Regions from separate parts of the Mus musculus genome. Here region 1 is linked to region 2. The links are chromatin contacts, called in public HiChIP or PLAC-seq maps. All regions are on one chromosome and are shown on one strand. Each heading gives the region's core, a stretch centred on a gene start, on an enhancer-like site or on the middle of the called end of the contact. The rest is flanking DNA. Distances are from core to core; before and after follow the strand shown. Region 1 holds the start of Micall2 (MICAL-like 2). Region 2 holds the start of 4930500L23Rik (RIKEN cDNA 4930500L23 gene).

Region 1 (5,417 bases), core at 666-3,165, 210 kb before region 2:
TGGTTCCGGGACCAGGCTCTAGCTGAATGGGGTGTGATACTGCACTTTGTCCTCCTGGCGAGAACCCTCGGGCAGGTCAGCTGCTTCCACTGGGCAAGGGTTGGGGCTATAATCCCAGGGGCAGTCTTGTGCCCTCCAGAGTTGGGATGAGGATCTTGCTGCCCACCTACCAGCCCCACACCTGCTGCCTGTACCCAGGTGCCTCCTTGATGCCAGCCCACAGCTTGGGCACGGAAAACCTGTTTTCACTCCTGGTAGAGACGGCACCTGGCTCCAAGCCAGATGCCATTTTGGGGAAAACACCTACCTTCCTAAAGATCCTGCCTAGACAAGCTCTGGGGCCCAGCTGGGAAGGGCCGGTTCACACTGTTGCTGTCATAGTCCGGTCCATCTGATGACATATAGATTCCTGAGGGTGCGGAGAAACAAAGCTGGGCAGAGGTGGCGCACACCTTTAATTCCAGCACTTGAGGAAGAAGCAGGTGGTTCTCTGTGAGTTCGAGGCCAGCCTGGTCTACAGAGTGAGTTCCAGGATAGCCAGGGCTACACAGAGAAATTCTGTCTCAGAAACAAAACAAAACAACAAAAGAACATTCAGGGCAGCCCCTGGCTCTAACTGAGGACCTGGGAGAGGTACTTTCCTTAATCACCCCTGGCATCCTCAGAGACTTGAAAGAGGCTAAGAGTCTCCTGTCTCAAGACCCCTGGAGCGTGCCCCCTCAGCCTTCCTTTCCTCCTCTGTGAATGTAGAGCGGTTATTCTGGCTGGCTTGGCACCCTTGAGGGTGAAGGGAAAGCAGACAGTATTTTAAAGTTTGAGACAGGGTCTCAGGTCGCCCATGTCAGCCTTGCACCCCATATGTATCCTGGGATAAGCTTGGATTTCTGATCTTCCAGCTTCTCCCCGCTGAGGGCTGGGATTCCAGGTGTGTGCCATCACGACCAGTATCTGTCTGATGGGAAAGCACACTACTCAGCAAGGTCCACCCCAGCTTCCAACCAGACAGCTTTGTAGACCCTGAAAAGGGACACTCCTCAGAGGTTGCATCTACCCTAGCCTCTGTTTTCCCATTTGTCAACAGGCTGCCAACTCTAGAGGCTGAGGCAGGAGGATGAGTTAGGCAGACTAGGCAGCTTGGCCTCAACTTTAAAAAATAAAATAAAATAAAAGAACGCTGTTGCGGGTTTGGACTGGAGAGATGGGTCAGTCGTTAAGAGCATTTGCTGCTCTTCCAGAAGTCCTGGGGTTTAGTTTCCAGCACCCACATGGCAGCACAACCCGCTCCAACTCCGATTCTAGAAGAGCAGGGGCCTTCTTCAGGTCTCCCGGGCTACCAGACACACAAGGGGTGCAGATACACTTTCAGACCAAAGCCCATATGCATAAGATAGAATTAAAAGTAAGAAAGAAAACCGTAGCTGGGAGTGTAGCTCAGCTGGTGGTATGCTTGCCTGGCATGCAGGAAGCCTCAGGGTCCATACCCAGCACTGCACAAACCAGGCATGGTGTGGGGCACAAGCCTGTAATCCGAGAGCAGTAAAGGAGGTGGAGGCTGGGGAATCTGAAACACAAGGTCATCTTTGCTTTTATAATAAGCTAGAGGCCAATGCGAGCTACATTGGTCCCGGTCTCAAGGAAAACAAAAAAAGAAAACCCCGACGCCTCTGCTGGGAGTTATGGCTAAAGGCCAAGGCGGGAGCCAACGCCCAGAGTACCGGGCCCCTATTCTTCAAGTCCCAGGAAAGAGGGGGCGTGGTCTTATGTGGGCGTGCCCTTTGTGGGGCGTGGGTGTGGCCTGACCAAACTGGGGCGGTGCGGCCGGAACAAGGAGCCTGTGTGGAGCTTGGAGCTGGTGAGCCAGGCCTTCAAGAGGCGTGATCTTGTGGGGGCGGGTCTGAAGAGGCGGGGCCTCTAGGGGGCGGGGCCGGCGGCCTCGCAGGCGTCAAGAGTGTGTGGGGCGCCGGTCTCCCGGTGTTCTCTTCTTCCAGCCCGGCTGGTGGTCGGCGGGTCCGGGCCTCCTGCGCGTCTCGGGCCCAAGAGGGGCCTGTAGCCAGCTCCTCGAGCCGCCAGCCCGTCCTGCCGCCCATATGGCCGCCATAAAGGCCCTGCAAGAATGGTGCCGGCAGCAGTGCGAGGGCTACCGGGACGTGAGCATCACCAACATGACCACCTCGTTCCGCGATGGCCTGGCCTTCTGCGCTATCTTGCACCGACACCGGCCTGACCTTATGTGAGTGCTCTTTAACCCCTCTGTCGGGCTCTGATGTGCCGCTGCAAACGGGAAACTGAGGCCACGCCTGCCTTGGGATCCGGGTCGGAGGTTTCAGACACACCCCTCTCAGATGGGCCACCCGGGGTAGAGCAGAGACCTGCAGGTACAGCCTATTTGGTGGTCTCCAAGGCTGTGGCAGTCAAGTAGCCTCTGTGCAGGCCACCAAGTGCAGCTGGGCCAGGGGCCAGGACATGGGCTGTCCAGCCGGCTTAGTCAGTGGTGACTCAGGGCAGCGTCCGCCTTCCCCGAGCTCCCTGAGAAAGGGCAAAGGAACAGCTCCTGGGGGTCTGAGGTCTGGCCCCAAGATCAGGGCCATTTGAGGCTTCTAGTGGGATTACTGCCCCTCCTCTAATTTGTCTAGGCATCTTTGGGAAAGCAATCAAAGAGGGAAGCGCAAGCCTTTTAGCACCTTAGAATGACAGGAGACAATGGAGTCTGGGCCATCATCCTTGGAAGTTGTAGGAGAGGACAGGGATTGGGTCTAAAGCCTTCTATAGAAGAAGAGTCTTGGCATAGGAAGTTGGGAAGCAAGCCAGCTCTGTCTTGTTGAAGGACCTTGGCCCACAACTCAAACTGTTCTATCAGTTATTCACTTAGCAAACACTTAGGCAGACTCTGTTACAGGGACCTAAGTTAGTCTGGTGACCAGAGTCCTGAAATGGGACAAGATCACCTACAGCCCATGCCCTTCAGAGGAAAGCATTCTCCTGTACATGGTACATAAATGCAGAGTTGGCTGGTCTGGGAGTGTTTCCCAGGGAGGTCTTAGGGCTGAGTGAGGCTCCAGGCAGCACCTGTGGAGCCCACCTCAGCCAGCCTTCTTGCTGTGCAGATGGGGAAACTGAGGCTCCGAAAAGGAAAAACAAACAAATATTGTTCGTGTTACACAATGTGTCAGGAAGAGCCAGGCCTGGTGCTATCAGACTCCCTTGTGCCAAGCTTTGCTCTGCTCAGGAAGCCGGAATCTTGAGCAAGAAGTAGGCTTCTGCCCTGTGGTTATGAATTCCCCACCCCAACCCCCGAGCTGCTTGGGAGGGCCCCATGGCATGAGCCTCAGTCACTCTCAGGGAGATGGATGGTGTGAGCTCAGTGGGGCATCAGTCATGTGGAAACCAGGAAGCTGAGCTTCGATGGATGCTGGGCCAAGGATGTAGACCTTGGAAAATGGACTTGGGATGAGAACGTGGGTAGTCAGGTTTCTTCCGGTGGTGCAGGGGGAGTCTGGATGATGATGCAGAGTGGGGAGCTCAGATGAGAACTATGTGACGAGTTCTCAAGTGGAGGAGACGATGATGTTGGATTTTGGCTGGATTAGCCTCAGCTGGTAATTGGACAGGGACAGGGCCTTTGCAGACATGGGGTTTCCTCTGCTCCGAAGCAGGGACTATGTGTGCTCATGGCCTGACATGTAGTCCCCACAGAGGAGGAGAGGTGTACACGAAGAGATATATGTTTATTTATACTTGTATGTTTACTTGTGTGTGCATGTATATGCTGGCACAGGCAAGTGTTAAAGATTTGCTCACTTATCTAATGAGTGCCTACTGTATACAGCATAAGGTCATCTAGTGCAGGGAGCAACTTCTGGTCTCAGAGACAGAAGTTCAAGGTAATGACAGGGAACAGGGAACCAAGAGTTGGTGACAGGAAGGAGGCTGGACGAAGAGGTGCCTGCTCAGTTCACTCTGGGAGGGTTATCTCACACTGCTGACTTCCTTGCGGTCTCCCCAGCTGGACTGATAGCTCAAGTCTCTTAGTTAACCCGGTATGGCAACCTGGAGGTGGTTACAATGTAGCTGGAGCCCTACAGATAAGGGCCTGCCTTGTGGGCTCAGTAGATGTAGAAGTTTGGTAGGAGCTTGTGTGCATTTGGAAGGAGTTTGAAGGTGACAGAAGTAGGAAGTCCAGAGGTGGAGACAAGGGACACCCTGGGGCTTTCAGAAGCTGGGAGGGATAAGACCCTCTGTCCTGTAGCAAGTATGTCACTGCTACACCTTCACACTGGATCCCTGGCCTTTGGGAATCTGAGGACAGGTAGCCCTGGGTGTGGATTGTGTAATAGCAGTGGTGGAAAGAGCGTAGGGATTTTGGCAAGAATCACACTGATGAGATTGTAAAGCAGTGGTTCTCACTCAGCCTGTGGGTTGCAATCTTCTTGGTGGGGGTTAGGGTGTGTGTCAAATGACCCTTTTACAGGGGTTGTCTGAGACCATTGGAAAACACAGATAAGATTCATTAACAGTAGCAAAACTATAGTTATGAAGTAGCAACAAAATAATTCTATGGTTGTGGGTCACCACAACAGCAGCAACTGTATTAAAGGGCCACTGTGTTAGGAAGGGTTAGAAGCACTGGTGTAAATCGTGCCTGAGTACAGGAGGATCAACTTAGACCATGTGAATCCAAGTATTAAAAGCCCCCAGCATGGACTGGTGAGATGGCTCAGTGGGTAAAGGGGCTTGCCTCCAAATCCGATGACCTGCTTTGGATCTGCAGGACTCACCCACATGATGGGAGGAGAGAGATTGACTCCCCAAAGCTGGGATTTTACCTGCACATGTGCACAGTGTTTTATGTGTCTCCTCCTCCAAATGTGTGTGAGTGTGTATGTGTGTGTGTGAGTGTGTGAGTGTGTGTGTGTGTGTGTGTGTTTAAAAGCTCCCAGCCTGTGTCCTGCCATGCTCTGGCCCAGGTTGGGTGTTGGGGTGGGGGAATGTCTCACCGCAAAGTTGTGTAACTACCAAGAGGAGTGGAAAAATGTGATGGACCACAGGTAGAGAGGGTAGAGAGGGGCTGTCCTCTCTGAGGAGCCCCTCGGTCAGATCTTGGCAGGGTTGGGGGGCACTCTAGCCCACTTCTTTCCCTGAAGACCCTCTGGCAGCAGGAAGGTGGACATCCTGTCTCCTTGTCCTTAGCTTTGCCACCAGGAAGTCCTTCCCTTTGCCTGACCTCAGAGGTTCCTCCTGCTGCTGAGTGTGCTTCCTGTGGCCCTCGGTGGAGCACAGCTGCGAGGGAGCAGGCCTGGGCATGGAGCCAGCCAGGTGGGGCCAGGCTGCAGGCTCTGAGCTCACGGGTGCTGTCTCTGTCCGTCCCACATCGATAGGCCCACGGGTCTGAGGAAATAGGTTTACCAGTGACGCCACCT
Region 2 (4,738 bases), core at 2,057-4,556:
ACCGTGTGATACCATTATCAGTTTACATGGCAGTGGGGATGGAGCCCAGGGCTTTGTGTGTTTTATTTAGGCAGCACTGTACCAACGGAACTAAACTGCCACCCCCACCACCCTTTAGGCAGGCTCTGTAACCCAGGATAGCCACAAACTTCAGTTCCTCTTACCTCAGCCTCCCAGATGCACTTGGGCCTTGTCCTGGAGCACAGGTAACCAGCTTGTGCAGCCAGCATCACGGCAGAGGTGGAAGTGGCTCCTCCTGGTTTACATCCATGGACTCCTATGGTTCTCTTCTTTGGTTGCTTTTTTGATTGCCAGAGCTTCAACACATCACACTTCATGTTCAGGACAGGCCAAGGCCACAGATGTATTCTCTCTTTCAGTTGAGTTGTGCATTTGGTTCTAGGGTCCAAAGGGAAGTAAGTGGGGTACTCAGCCATAGTCTCATGGAGTTAAAGCTGCCACAGACCCTTTTTATGACCTGTTTCTTGCATAGAATCTTTTAAAACTAAAAATTGAACTCAGAGCCTCACAAATGCCACTCAAACACTCTACCACTGAGCCACGCCCCCAGCCCCTCACTGGGGGATTCTAGGCAGGGGCTCTACCACTGAGTCACATCCCCAGCCCCTCACTGGGGGATTCTAGGCAGGGGCTCTACCACTGAGCCACGCCCCAGCCCCTCACTGGGGGATTCTAGGCAGGTGCTCTACCACTGAGCCATACCCCATCCCTATTTTTATTTTTATTTCAAGACAAGTTCTTACTAAATTGCTGAAGCTGACTTTGAACTTTGTAGCCTAAGTCTTGGCCTTGCAATCTTCCAGCTTTGGCCTCCTGGATAGCCGACATGACAGGCTTTCACCACACTCAGCTTTTTCAGGTCAGTTAACCAGCCTGTGGGTTGTGGGAGGAGACCCACCAAACCCTTGCTGGGAATTGGCTTAGCCATTTTGAGACACTAGGCTGCAACACTATTCAGAAGCCCTCGTGGCTTTCCTCACTATAATTGATGAGCCCATGAAGAAGCAGGCACCTGTTTCCTTCACATAATATCTGCTCGGGGCTGGAGCTCAGCCCTCCCTTGCTCTGAGGAGCACACAGCACTGTTTATTCATGATTGTGATTCCCCAGCTCTAAGAGACCTACAGCTACCAGATGCAACCGGGCTTGCCTGGGACCCAGGAAGGAGAGACAGGAGAGTCATCGCAAGTTCAAGGTCAGTCTGAGCTACAGAGTGAGTCCTACCTCACAAAACAAACAACAACGAAAACAAATCAGTACTATGTGGGCCTGATGCTGTTTACCTGTAAGCCTAGCGACCCAAGAGGCCAAGGCAGGAGGATTATGGAGAATCTGAGGCTAGCCTGGACTACATAATGAGACCTTGTCTCAAGAGGACTATCAATGGCTGGGATGCAGTTTAGTTGGTTAAAGTTCTTTCCTGGCATGCGCAAAGCCATGGGTTTGATCCTTTGCATGGCATAAGCTGTGCATGGTAATAACACACACCTGTAGTCCACCCAGGAGGTAGAAGCAGAAGGGTCAGGAGTTCAAGGTCAGCCTTGGCCACATGAGACCCTCCTGTTTCCTTCTTTGTGTGTGTGTGTGTGTGTGTATTTCCTTTTTTAAGCATTAATTGAAGATCCAATACAAGTTGAGACACCCAGCACGGAATGAGGAATACTCTTGGGTCAGGTTCTCTCTCTCGCTGGCAGAGGAGGCTGAGCCCAGACCGCGCCCTTTGTTTGAGCTGCGCAGTCCCTGCCCTCCGGTGGTTTATTAATTTTTTTTTATCTACCATCCTAAACTTCTATTGCATTTATTAGAACAATAGGGAAGCTTATTGAGGTTGTATTTTTATTAAAATTTCTATTAACTTTTGTTATCAGGGCAGCTGTAGATTAATTAATTTTTGCTACTTTTCTAAAGCCAAAAAAAAATTAGAGCAGATGCCAAATTACTTCAAATCTGAAAGAAGCTGGATCAGAAAAGAGGAGTTAGAAACGTGATTCAGGTAAGATAGTTTTCAGTAGACAGAGAGAGTGAAGACTTTCATCTGTCTAAACTGGGTGTGGGGGCAGACACCTGAAATCTTGGCCTCGAGGGAGGCTAAGGTGGGAGTGTTATGAGTTGGAGGCCAGCTTCAGCTACATAGTAAGAGCTTTGTCTCAAGAAATAAAAAGGTGTGTGTGTGTGTGTGTATGTGTGTGTGTGTGTTGTGCTGGAGAGATGTCTCAGAGATTAAGAACACTTGTTGCTCTGCCAGAGGATCCAGGTTAAATCTCTAGCACCTGCGTGGCAGTTTATAACCATCTATAATTTCAGTTCCAAGGACCAAAACCCTCTTCTGGCCTCTCTGGACACTGCACACATCTGGTGCACATATATACGTGCAAGCAAAACACCCATACACAATAAAAAAAAAAAGGAAAATAGTTTTTAAATAGAAATAAAAACTGGAAGAAGGGCTTGTGAGACCCATCCCTACTCCTTGCTAAGAAGCTATATATAGTTAAGGTTTCTGGGGAGTTGAGAATAATTTTCCTCAGTGGTATAGCCACTGGTACATTGTCTGTACTTGTGTGACTAACCCTTAACCATCCTTATGTGGGCAGCCCTAATGAAACTCAGTGGGTCGCCAAAACTTCAACCACACTAACCATGAAAGACCTGAAAGTAGGAGGGGGTAACCTGGGGTGAGGAAGGAGTTCAAATAGGAGCAGTAGGTGGAAAGAGAGGGTTGTGTAGGTTAAATATGACAAAATATACCTTATCTATGTATGAAAGCATTAGGGAATAATAACTAAAAATGGAAATTTCTTAAAATTGTCAAATAAAATCGTTAAGGAGATGAAGCCTTCCATAGGTATTGCTCTACCTAGGTCTTGTCAACACGGGGACTCAGATGCGGCCAGAGGTGGAGGGGCCTTAGCCTGAGTTCATCTGGCTTTCCCATGCATTAACCTACCCACTGCTATGACAAAATGCCCGAGGAAACAACAGAAAGAAGAAAGCAATCCTTTGGGCTCATGGTTTTAGATGTCTCAGCCTGTGGTCACTCCCTTCCATTGTTTCTGGGTTATGTCAGGACTGGGAGCACGCGGAGAGACAGAGCTGCCCACCTCATAGAGGCCAGGAAGCTGAGAGGCTGAGAGAGCCACCCATGTCTAGGGAACTTCCGCTTTTATCCCATTGGCTTGTATGTTATGGGATGGCGCCACCCCTCATTCAGAAAGGTTCTCTCACTCAACCGAATGTTCCCACTCAATGAAAATGCTCTCAGACACCCAGGAGGTACACCGCTTTACTCTGCTAGATACTCCTCGATCCAACAAAGGAAAACTATTACATCACAGATGCCTGGAAGAGGGGCAAAGACCAACCCCATAGCAGAGGACTTTCGTGAGGGAATGCCTCCCCTCAGGAGGCAGGGTCTCCTCAGGCAAACCCCTCTCACTGTGCTTACTTTCCTTCCCCGAGACATGTGTGGGGCAGGCTGATGGGCCCTAGTTTCTCATCGTACTTTAAATCCAGTCTTGGAGCCCATGGCCTGGCTGGATCCTCTAATGCTGGCACTAGAGGAGGATCTGTGCCCAGGCCTGTGTGGGCCAGATACACAGCACACATTCCCCCGATGATCTAGGTTTTGTTTATTTGCTTCTCTACTGATGCTAGTGGTAGACCTCAGATCCCATTTATGCTAGGTAAGTGCTCTGCCACTGAGCCACGCCCCCAGCCCCTCACTGGGTGATTCTAGGCAGGGGCTCTACCACTGAGACACGCCCCCAGCCCCTCACTGGGTGATTCTAGGCAGGGGCTCCACCCCTGAGTCACACCCCAGCCCCTCACTGGGGGATTCTAGGCAGGGGCTCTACCCCTGAGCCACACCCCAAGCCCCTCACTGGGGGATTCTAGGCAGGGGCTCTCCCACTGAGACACGCCCCCAGCCACTCATTGGGGGATTCTAGGCAGGGGCTCCACCACTGAGCCACATCCCAGCCCCTCACTGGGGGATTCTAGGCAGGGGCTCTACCACTGAGCCACGCCTCCAGCCCCTCACTGGGGGATTCTAGGCAGGGGCTCTACCACTGAGCCACATCCCAGCCCCTCACTGGGGGATTCTAGGCAGGGGCTCTACCACTGAGCCACGCCCCCAGTCCCTCACTGGGGGATTCTAGGCAGGGGCTCTACCACTGAGCCACACCCCCAGCCCCTCACTGGGGGATTCTAGGCAGGGGCTCTACCACTGAGCCACGCCCCCAGCCCTTCACTGGGGTTTCTAGGCAGGGGTCTACCATTGAGCCATGCCCCCAACACCTCCCCTACAGATTCTGTTTGTAGACTTCTTTTTACAGTTTATTTTAAGACAGGGTCTCACAGGCCTTGAAGTTGCTCTGCAACCCAGGCGGGCCTTGAACTCTGCTAAGTACCAAGATCAACAGGTCTCTATCACTATTCTCAGCATCTCTACCCATGTTTGAGAAAAACATCGCTTTGTTATTGGAACTTGGCTGCCTTCACTAACTCAAGGCTTCAAGATTCCCCATGAGAAATTTCCAGCAGGACAGACAGGCTTGCATCACTAAGTAACCTCCTGGTCCACGGGTGAAAGCTCTGTGGGACCAGAGCCATGGGCTCTGCCTGACACTGTGGACCACCAGAAAGCCTTCAGCATGCCTGGAAGATCCCGGAGAGGAAACAGAGATGGCAGCAGAGAGGAACCAAGCAGCAACCATCC

The links. HiChIP or PLAC-seq counts read pairs in DNA pulled down with a chosen protein or histone mark.
Region 1: an H3K4me3 HiChIP or PLAC-seq map of embryonic basal ganglia shows a contact between it and region 2, with 3 times the contacts expected there. The contact joins the promoter of Micall2 here to the promoter of 4930500L23Rik in region 2. A contact is called at or near these places in 17 of 39 promoter capture datasets (the 3T3-L1 cell line, 3T3-L1-derived adipocytes, the C10 cell line and 10 more), 7 of 15 datasets of contacts at CTCF or cohesin (CD8 T cells, the G1E-ER4 cell line, the NIH/3T3 cell line and 3 more), 93 of 484 Hi-C or Micro-C datasets (the 63-12 cell line, B cells, the C2C12 cell line and 60 more), 16 of 115 datasets of contacts at active chromatin or transcription factors (the HPC-7 cell line, the NIH/3T3 cell line, astrocytes and 13 more) and 5 of 9 other capture datasets (adipose tissue, embryonic tail, embryonic trunk and 2 more).

What each region holds. Positions count from the first base shown.
Region 1 is chr5:139,732,831-139,738,247 of GRCm38.p6, reverse strand. It overlaps Micall2 (MICAL-like 2), which reads left to right and starts at 1,915. Exons shown (of 17, transcript NM_174850.3): 1 at 1,915-2,230. The coding sequence starts at 2,088.
Region 2 is chr5:139,522,319-139,527,056 of GRCm38.p6, reverse strand. It overlaps 4930500L23Rik (RIKEN cDNA 4930500L23 gene), which reads right to left and starts at 3,306. Exons shown (of 4, transcript NR_040701.1): 1 at 3,123-3,306; 2 at 165-399.